Linked DNA regions of Camelus bactrianus: region 1 is linked to region 2. Evidence: chromatin contacts called from public Hi-C data. All regions are on one chromosome and are shown on one strand. The core of a region is the stretch at or near the end of the contact, and the rest is flanking DNA. Distances in the headings are between cores, read along the strand shown.

Region 1 (4,921 bases), core at 2,130-4,629, 180 kb after region 2:
CCGTCGTCAGCGCGGAGTGAGCGAACAGGGTAGAACCCGAGTCGGTCAGTTTGGTGGGTGAAGGGCACAGGGCTGGGCACGGCGGCGGGAGTGTGCGGCAGGGGTCAGCCAGGCGGGCCGCGGACACCTCGGAGCCCGGGACTTACTCTCCGGCCGCCTGCAGGCGCAATGAAGGCACTGATCTTGGTGGGCGGCTATGGGACGCGCCTGCGGCCGCTGACGCTAAGCATCCCGAAGCCGCTGGTGGATTTCTGCAATAAGCCCATCTTACTGCACCAAGTGGAGGCGCTGGCCGCGGTAAGGCCCGGGGCTGGGGCCTTGGTAGGACCTGGGGGATGAGGGACGGCCAGAGACTAGGGGTCCGGGATGCCTGTGCCTTCGGCTGAGCCTGCCTTGTGGCCGGCGCTTTTCTGTCCCACAGGCAGGCGTGGACCACGTGATTTTGGCTGTGAGTTATATGTCTCAGGTGCTGGAGAAAGAAATGAAGGCTCAGGAGCAAAGGGTGAGTCACACTTTAGGTTCTCTCCCTTGGTCCCCACTCAGCTTCCCACCTTGGTGGGAGGAAACCTGACTGGGGCCTTCTCCCTTCCAGCTAGGAATCCGAATCTCCATGTCCCATGAAGAGGAGCCTTTGGGAACAGGTCAGTAGGATAGGAAGGTCCCTTGGGGAGGGCTTAAGAGTCAGGGAAGGGGCAAGACTCAACCTGGATGAGGCCTGCCAAGCCTGATTCAGGACCTCAGATCCCAAAATGATGGTGACCCGCCCCCCTCCCCCAGCTGGGCCCCTGGCACTGGCCCGTGACCTGCTCTCTGAGACTGCAGACCCTTTCTTCGTCCTCAACAGTGACGTGATCTGCGACTTTCCCTTCCAAGCCATGATGCAGTTCCACCGGCACCATGGCCAGGAGGGCTCTATTGTGGTAAGGGAGCGAGTCTTTCCTCTCCGATATTCCTGCCCTCCATGCCCAGCCTCTCACTCCTAGCCCTGAACTGCTCCCGTGATGTTGTGGCTGCAGAGATGAGCAGTATATGTGCCTGTAAGCTCTTGGGGCACAGCCCCTGAGATTTAAGACAGCATGTATATCAAGACTCAGGAACACTGGGCTAGGCTTGAGGTCCCCCCGCACTCAGGTGACCAAAGTGGAAGAACCCTCTAAGTACGGTGTGGTGGTGTGTGAGGCTGACACAGGCCGAATTCACCGGTTCGTGGAGAAGCCGCAGGTGTTTGTGTCCAACAAGATCAATGCAGGAATGTACATCCTGAGCCCTGCAGTGCTGCGCCGCATCCAGGTGTGTAGAAGCCAGCTGAGTGGGCTCGGGCAGGGCAGGCCACCACTGCCACGACCTTGCTCATGAGCTGCCCACTCCCACAGCTGCAGCCTACGTCCATTGAGAAGGAGATCTTCCCCGTCATGGCCAAGGAGGGGCAGCTCTATGCCATGGAGTTGCAGGGTGAGGCAGGGAGGCCACAGGGTGGGGGTGGTCTGTGGCTGGCCTGAGCCCCCTGATGCATTCTCTCCCTACAGGCTTCTGGATGGACATTGGGCAGCCCAAGGATTTCCTCACTGGCATGTGCCTCTTCCTACAGTCACTGCGACAGAAGCAGCCTGAGCAACTGTGCTCAGGCCCTGGCATAGTGGGCAACGTGCTGGTGGTGAGGCCCATGCCCAGCCCATCATCAACCCCTTCAGTCTTGGGGAACAAATGGCCCACTTTTGTTTTCCCCACTGTTCTCAGGACCCCAGTGCCCGCATTGGCAAGAACTGCAGCATCGGCCCCAACGTGAGCCTGGGTCCTGGTGTGGTGGTGGAGGATGGCGTGTGTATCCGGCGGTGCACAGTGCTGCGAGATGCCCACATCCGTTCCCACTCCTGGCTAGAGTCCTGCATCGTAGGCTGGCGCTGCCGTGTGGGCCAGTGGGTAAGCCTCTGGGCTGGGCCAGGTGGGGAGAGTGGCAGGGAATGCCCCTGCCTCACTGACAAGGCCTGCCCCCTCCCCCCCCGAGGTGCGTATGGAGAACGTGACCGTGCTGGGCGAGGACGTCATAGTTAACGACGAGCTCTACCTCAACGGGGCCAGTGTGCTGCCCCACAAGTCTATTGGCGAGTCAGTGCCGGAGCCTCGCATCATCATGTGAGGGGATGCCTTGGGGCTAGCTGAGCTCCCATTTCCCTCCTGGCAAGGGGAGCACTGGCTCGACCCATCAGAAGGCCCTGGACTCATTGCCATTTGGCTGGGGAGGACTGGATGAGGATGAAACTGTTGTACACCTGCCTCCTGCAGTGGACATACTCTGGCAGGATCCTTGTTGGGCACACCCCACAAAGCCCACTCCCTCAAGGAGGGCCAAGGCAGGACTGTATGTAATAATAATTTAATGCTCACTGTGGCCCTGACTGAAAGTCGAGCTCAGGCACAATTAGGGCATGGCTGGGCTCCCGCCAACGAAGTTACACACAGGCAAGGAGGTTGGATGTGGGGCTGGTGGGTGGAGGACAGGGCAAGGGGAGCTCATAAATAGGGCCCAGCCTGGGTTTGGGTTCAAGGGTGGGGACTCCTGCTGTGAGGGCCAGGCAGGCCTAGGCAGCCGAGGAAGTGGCACTTGTGTTGGCTGCTTTCTCCCAGTCCTCTACGGACACGATGGTGGCTTTGCAGAAAAAGCAATCCTTGTTGTTCATCAGGTGCTGGTTGATGCAGGCTCTACAACAGGGGATGGCATGTGGGCGGCCTGTGTGTCCCTGCTGTTCCCTGCCCAACCTCCTGTGCCTGTGGGGCCCACTTACTTGCAAGACTTGTGGCCACAAGGCTGGAACACAGCAGAAATGGGGTGAGCATAGCAGATGGGGCAGAGATCTTCCTCACTGGTGGGCTGCAGGGAGCAGAGTACAGGGTGGGCTGGAGTTGGATGCCCAGACAAATCGACATATACTGTGCACACAATTGTGCTGATAAGTATTTGGGTGGTGTGGACCCACATGCTGTGGCTTCACTCACCAGGGAGGCAGCTGCTGCCTGGGCAGATGCAGAGGTCAGGTGTGCCAGCATCTGTTCCACTAGGGCCAGCTCCTCCACACTAATGTAATCTGTGTCTGGGGAGTGGTAGGAGGTATCAGGCCAAATGTGGCCTGAGAACCCAGTGCCTCTTGAATACTCCCAGCTTGGGAATTTGTTCTTAAGACTGCCGACCTGGCCCAGCCCCAAATCCCTCTCTCCCCTGACCCACCCCCAGCCCACTCACAGCTCTGTAGGGAGAAGCGCTTCCGGTCAGGGGCAGGCAGGGCAGTGCCAGGGGCCGGAGGCTCTGGCTGCCCCAGGAGATAGCATATAGAGCGGAGCTGGAAGCAGGGATCAGCCAGGAGCACTGATGTGGATCGCTCTCTCCTAAGTGGGAGAGGGTGCCAAGGGTAGTCAGAAGGCTGCGCCTGTCTTGAAATCAATGTCTATTGAAGAGGTGGGGTGGTGTGACAATCCAACCCACTTGCATTATTGACCCCTTCACTTCACCCCATCCCTAGACTTCTCAGCAGTCCCCCTCAACTAAGTCCAAAATCCCCATAAGACCCACATAGCCAAGGTACCAGTTTTAAGGAGGCTCAGGGTAAATTGTGATATTCCACCTATCCCCCTAATATATAACTCCTCAAAGAAAACACATTAGCAGCTTAAAACTATGCTTCCCAGGTTTCCCCTTCTCTTCTGGGAGATGAGTGCTCTGGAAAGCTGCAGGCCAAGTGCAGGCTGAGGCGTTGGGGGACAGACTCGTGCCCCCTCTGGCGGCCACGCGGGGTCAGTGATCGCCAGGGGGCGTGGCTGCCCCGCCCCCTCAGTGAGAGCCAATGGGAGCCTGAGGCCCCGCCTCCTGAGCAATCGCCTCCCAGAAAGTATTTAGAAGCTGAGCCTTCAGGAGGGCGCTCGGAGAGAGCTGGGAAAAGCGGAGGAGGAAATACTGAGCAGAGCGTGGCCTTAGCTCGCAACTACAAACCTGGAACCAGGGAGCGGGAGCAGCCGGCCTCGTGGGGCGGAGCCCGCACCCTGCCTCTCCAGCCATCAGTCATTTAGCGCCCAGCACGTCGAGCCAGAGAAGTGGGTGAGTCTCAGATCTGCGTCCTAAGCGGAGCTGCCTTGTCCCACCCCTGGTAGTGGCAGCCATGGCCCGGCTAGTGCTGCAGGGCACACTGCTGTGCATGCTGCGCATCGGGTTAGGCATCCCGGACTCCGAGGGCTTCTTGCCCCCTGGGCCCCATAATTGCCCCTACAAATGTGTCTGCACTGCCGACCTGCTGAGCTGCACCGGCCTGGGGCTGCAGGATGTGCCGGTTGCATTACCAGTCACGGCTGCAGACCTCGACCTAAGCCACAATGCGCTCCAGCACCTGCGCCCTGGCTGGTTGGCGCCCCTCTCCCGGCTGCGTGCCCTGCGTTTAAATCACAATGAGCTGAACGTGCTCGGTCGTGGAGTCTTCAACAATGCCAGCGGCCTCCGGCTGCTTGATTTATCATCTAATGCCCTGCGGGCTCTTGGCCGCCACGACCTCGATGGGCTAGGGGCACTGGAGATGCTGCTGCTGTTCAATAACCACCTGGCACACTTGGACGAGCATGCCTTCCACGGCCTGCGTGCGCTCAGTCGTCTCTATCTGGGCTGCAACCAACTCGCATCCTTCTCTTTCCACCATCTGCACGGTCTGGGTGCCACCCACCTACTTACTCTGGATCTCTCCTCCAACCGCCTGGGACGCATCTCCATACCTGACCTGGCTGCATTGCCAGCCTTTCTCAAGAACGGCCTTTACTTGCACAACAACCCATTACCCTGTGACTGCCACCTCTACCACCTGCTTCAGCGCTGGCACCAGCGGGGACTAAATGCTGTGAGTGACTTCACACGCGAGTACACGTGCCTGGCCTTCAAAGTGCCCAC
Region 2 (4,662 bases), core at 620-3,119:
TCAGCAAAAAGTGACCTTTCAGAAGGGTTGTCTTGGGGAGAAGGTATAGCTCAGTGGTAGAGCCATGCTTAGCATGCATGAGGTCCTGGGTTCAATCCCCAGTACCTCCACTTAATAAATAAATAAACCTAATTACCCCCAAACAAAAAAAAAATCCAAACAAACAAAAAGTTAAAAAAAAAAGGGGTTATCCCAATATTCAAATATATAAATACAGGTCAACAGGTGGATTAAAACAGAGTTTTAAACAACAACTGTAAAATGTTTTAGTAAGTATCCACAACGGTTTGCTCTGTGAGAATGTCCTAGGCTCAAGTCTTAGCCCAAAGCACCTGGGGTGTATGGCCACTCTTTTGGCTAAAGAGATGCAATACTTCCAAATGAGTGTGGTGCTATTTGGTGAAGCTCATGTGCTTAAAAGCAAAAGTGAGACTCAAAGAAGCCCTGAGGTCACATGAAGACTATGGAGATTGGTTAGGTATGTTAGAAAAGTTTAAATGTCTTTTATGGGGATCAATTCTGTGGGGTGCAACTTCTGGTTAATGGAATATAGCCAGGTTATTTCTGTACCAGCCAGGGAATATGAGAGCTTCTTGGCTTAAACTCTTATAATGTAATATGGCAGGATTAATGAGAGCAAAACCGTGTAAATGATATTTATTCTAAGGGAGGGAGCCTGTCCTTCTGATCTAGTGAGGAGAGAAAATGAATGACCTGGGAAGACCCAGAGACTCCTCTCCCCCTCTCTCCTCTCCAGGAGAACAGATGGGTAAGGAATTGGGCATTTTCTCACAGGTTCTTACCTAAAAGGGAGGAGAAAGCTGCCCTTAAATTATGTGCAAGGGTCTAATAGCCTGTGCAAAGCCATCTCTGGTAAAAGGCCACAGCTTTGTCACCATGTCAGTCACAAGCCAGTGTTGTGGAGGTAAGCTCCAAGTGACAGCTGTCTGAGACTACGAGAAAAGCTGAGGGGCAGAGCTCTCTCCCAATTCCAGTGTAGGACTGAGACGGAAACAGGACACTGCATTGGGGTGCTTGGAACAGCAGGGAGAATCAAAGGAGTGATTTCAGACTTTTTCCTTCATCTCTGAACTGTTGGGTGAATTAACTGTGAGGCTATAAAGTGATCTGATTGCTTCAGAGATGGCATGAGCAGTATTGTTGTTAATCCCTAATTTTACTTCTTTAAACTGTTCTCCAAAAATAAAATTGTTTCGGAAAGCTTTATGTTTTCCTGTTGTTTTTATCACTTTGCATCTAGGAAATTACAAATTACCATAGGAGAGGTATCCTTGCCCTGGCAAATCACCTGGGAAGTTTTTAAAAAGATAATGAGGCCTGAGTCCCATCCCAATCCAATTAAATCAAAATCTCTAGGAGTCGTATCCAGGCATTTGTGTGTGTGTGTGTGTATTTTTTTTTTTAAGTTCCCAGGGCAGAGTCGAGAACTACCGTTCTAGTGCCTCATACTGATATATTAAAACGTAATGGCTAAAAGGAATTTTTTTAAGCAATAATAGGTGTGTCTACACCCTTTTAGCCAATGTGGCCAAGCCCACTAGTGACATTTATCCAGCCCACAAACTTGCAATGTCCTTCCACAGTCAGTGGAGGAAACAACCTTAACGTCTCTTTCTTTCCATTGAAATAAACCTCTTGTTGGGTAGGGCGGAGGGGCCGGGGTTTCTGGGCCTGCGGTCCACCCCGGGCTTTGGGTTTGGGGAGGTGCCTGGGCTTGGCCGGGACGCTGGAGAAGGAAGTGCCGGCCGAGGCCATCCCGACCCGGGTCAGGTCCCGCCCAGGGCTCTGCCAGGACCGGGCGCCCGGCCCCGCCTCGCGGCGGCCGTGCACTGCGAACTACATCTCCCATAATGCACCCTGGGGGCGGGCAGGGCCAGGCCCAGAGACCGTAGCCGGGCCTCTGCCGCGAGAGGCCGGCGAGGGCTGTCTTCCTGAGCCGGCAGCCGGACGACGGGCGGTGGTCAGCGCTGTGGCCATGTCTGCGTCCGCAGGGGATCGTGGTCTCGCGAACCTGAGCCCTCACTCCAGGCCCGGCCGGACACCCGTGCCCTCCCGGGGGTCCGGCAGAAGGCAGTGACCGGCAATCTCTGTGCGTCCTGCCCCCTCCTCCCAGAGAAACAGGTGAGTCCGACTACCAACTCACGTGGCCTGGGGGCACCTAGAGACTGGAGAGCTGTCATCTTTGGAGGGAGGGGCTTGAAGACTGGGAGCCTCTGCCGTCTATGCTGCCATTTGCGGTAGGAGGACTAGGTCTCTCTGGGGTCACTTAGACGGTTGGTCCCCAGCTGGGGAATACAAAAGGCGAGGCCTGGAACTCTTCCTTTGGCTGAGAGGGCAAAGTCCTGTAGGGGCAGTGGCCAGGTAGTACTGCCCCACCCCCCAACGCACACTTTCTGCAAGCAGAGGGCTCTCAAACATTTGCAGTGGTTGACTGTGGGGTGAGCAAGGCAGCTCCTGAAAGTGTCTTGGGGCTTGGAACTTTGCTCTCAAGGGTGTCCTGGCTCAGATAACCGAGCTGCCGCTTATACCAGGTGAGCCACTCTGAGCTGGAGTTTGCTGGGGGAGGGTAAGCAGCCTTTGTCAGAGAGGGGAGTGGCCACCAGCAGTGACAAGTACCAGGCCATACTCTCAGCAGGGTAGGCATCCTGCTGAAGCAGCTACAGCGCAGCCTCACGTGGACCCTGTCTGCCACACCTCCATGCATCCTGGCACTATCCTCCCAGGTGGACCACTCCTCAAAGGATCAAGGCAGGATGGAGCACTGTGTAAGCAGGAAGAGGGAGCTGGAATAGTAGAGAGCCAGTTGGGAGGGGCTCTTGCAAGGCCCTCCCTTCCTTCAGGCCAGGCACCTAGAGGAGGGAGGCACAGTAGAAGGGCTGATTGAGCTAACTTGTTTGGTAACATCGCTCAAAGGCACAGCAGAGCACTTCTAGGGAAATTAGCAAGCCCTGTGGTCTTCTAGAGAGGCTGCCTGAGAAGGGGCCCAAAGGGAGTATCTGGTTCTAAGAGACTTCTCTTGTTTGACTGCTTCAGATTCAGCCCCCCAAAAGCTTCGGCCACACAAGTTAAGGCTTCAGTGGCTACTAGGTAGGTTTTGCGATGAGTCTTTCACCCTCCCTGCCTAGTTTCCAGTGTAAGTGTCCAGAGAACTGTTTGCTTCTTCAGAGCTTTTGGCTGGATCCCCAGATTGGCCTTGGAGTTACTGAGGTGCTGCATGATCTCAGGTGGCAGGGGAACTGTTAAGAAGGAAGGGTCCACCAGCCTCAGCCAGCTTAGCCTGCCCTCACTCTTTGCAGGTACCATGCTGGGTAATACTCAGACATGCTGGCTTAGTTACCTGAGGGATCAGTGAGTAATGGGCCCTCAGAGCATCCCATAAGCTGCTATAGACCTTGTTTGAGTCTTTGAGCCAGAGGTGCAAGGACACAGAGCAGGTGCATGTGACAGACTAAGGAGTTCAACTTGGCAGACACTTCTAGGAGCAGCAGAGAACTAATAGTCTGTTCCTGCAACTTCAGGATGAATAGCCAGTTAGCCTGGGGGAACTCCTAGCCCTAGGCCAATAGACATCTTTTGGGCCCAAAGTCACAGAAGGGTCATTTCAGGCCACAACCCACCTTGCTTCATGAGGTCAGAAACACGTTTTCCCAAGCCAGTTCATTCTGGGCCTGGCTCAGGGGGAGCAAACTCTCAAAAGAAAGATTTACATGGCAGAGACCACTGGGTCTGTGTGTAAATGCAGATACACACGATCTGAATGCTGAATAAGAATAATCACAATATGCTAAAGACAGCTGAGTGTACAAATGCCTACTCTGTGCCAGGGTAACCAAATTACATGGATTCTGTCATTTAATCCTCCCACAACCCAATGAATGGTGCTATCATTATCTTCATTTTATAGGTAAGAAAGCTGAGACTCATAAAACCAAGCCAGGTTAATCCAGGTCCCTCTGACTCCAGAGCCATTGTTATTGAGCACTTGACTACAACCAAGGACAAATCTTCCCCACAAGCAGGAGTCTCCCCAGGCTACACTGGAGCTGGGTGTTCTTTGAGGATTTTTCACCTTCTCCCTTACAAAATTATATACTCCTGCTGACATTTTGAAATTTGTGGCAGGTCACAGGGTGACCCTCAGTGTAGAAAAATAAAGTAGAGCAAGGGGGATAAGAATCCAGGATATTTCTAAGGTCACACTTGAGCAGCAACCTGAAGGAAGTGACAGAGTGGGTCATGTAGATATTTGCCCAAGCAATGGAATAGGTGAGGTGGGGGGGGGCAGCGGAAAAAGCAGGGAGATGTGGTCCAGGCAGAAAGTTCAGCAAGAACAAGGTTCTGAAGTGAAGGAGTACTCAGGATTCACATTTACAATGCACTTAAGGAAAGCCATGAGGTCAGTGCGGCTGGGCTGACACAAAGCAAGTCGGGTAAAGGGCAGGAGATGAGGTCAAAGAATTAATGGGAGGGGGTGTAGATAGAGTGGTTCTTGTGCATCACTGTGAGGAAATTGGCTTTCTCTCTGGGTGAGGTGGGACCATTACAGAATTGTGAGCAGAGGAATTACATGACCTGGCTTCTGTTTCAAGTGGATCACTTTGAGTGCTGTGAGAAGGGGATAGACTGCACAGGGACAAGGGC

The links. Hi-C and Micro-C count contacts between places; a contact is called where the count stands out from the background.
Region 1: a Hi-C map of liver shows a contact between it and region 2, with 6 times the contacts expected there. The contact joins the promoter of AMIGO3 here to the promoter of MON1A in region 2. A contact is called at or near these places in 2 of 2 Hi-C or Micro-C datasets (blood and liver).

Annotation. Positions count from the first base shown.
Region 1 is chr17:33,815,918-33,820,838 of ASM4877302v1, forward strand. It overlaps AMIGO3 (adhesion molecule with Ig like domain 3), which reads left to right and starts at 3,380. Exons shown (of 1, transcript XM_010969172.3): 1 at 3,380-4,921. The coding sequence starts at 4,149. GMPPB (GDP-mannose pyrophosphorylase B) reads left to right here. Exons shown (of 10, transcript XM_045505953.2): 1 at 1-44; 2 at 164-297; 3 at 422-502; 4 at 593-641; 5 at 778-920; 6 at 1,132-1,290; 7 at 1,374-1,452; 8 at 1,527-1,654; 9 at 1,738-1,920; 10 at 2,006-2,389. The coding sequence starts at 169. The coding sequence ends at 2,137. It overlaps RNF123 (ring finger protein 123), which reads right to left. Exons shown (of 39, transcript XM_074344878.1): 36 at 3,239-3,381; 37 at 2,995-3,089; 38 at 2,784-2,869; 39 at 2,359-2,700. The coding sequence ends at 2,580.
Region 2 is chr17:33,640,199-33,644,860 of ASM4877302v1, forward strand. MON1A (MON1 homolog A, secretory trafficking associated) reads left to right here and starts at 1,870. Exons shown (of 6, transcript XM_010969164.3): 1 at 1,870-2,142.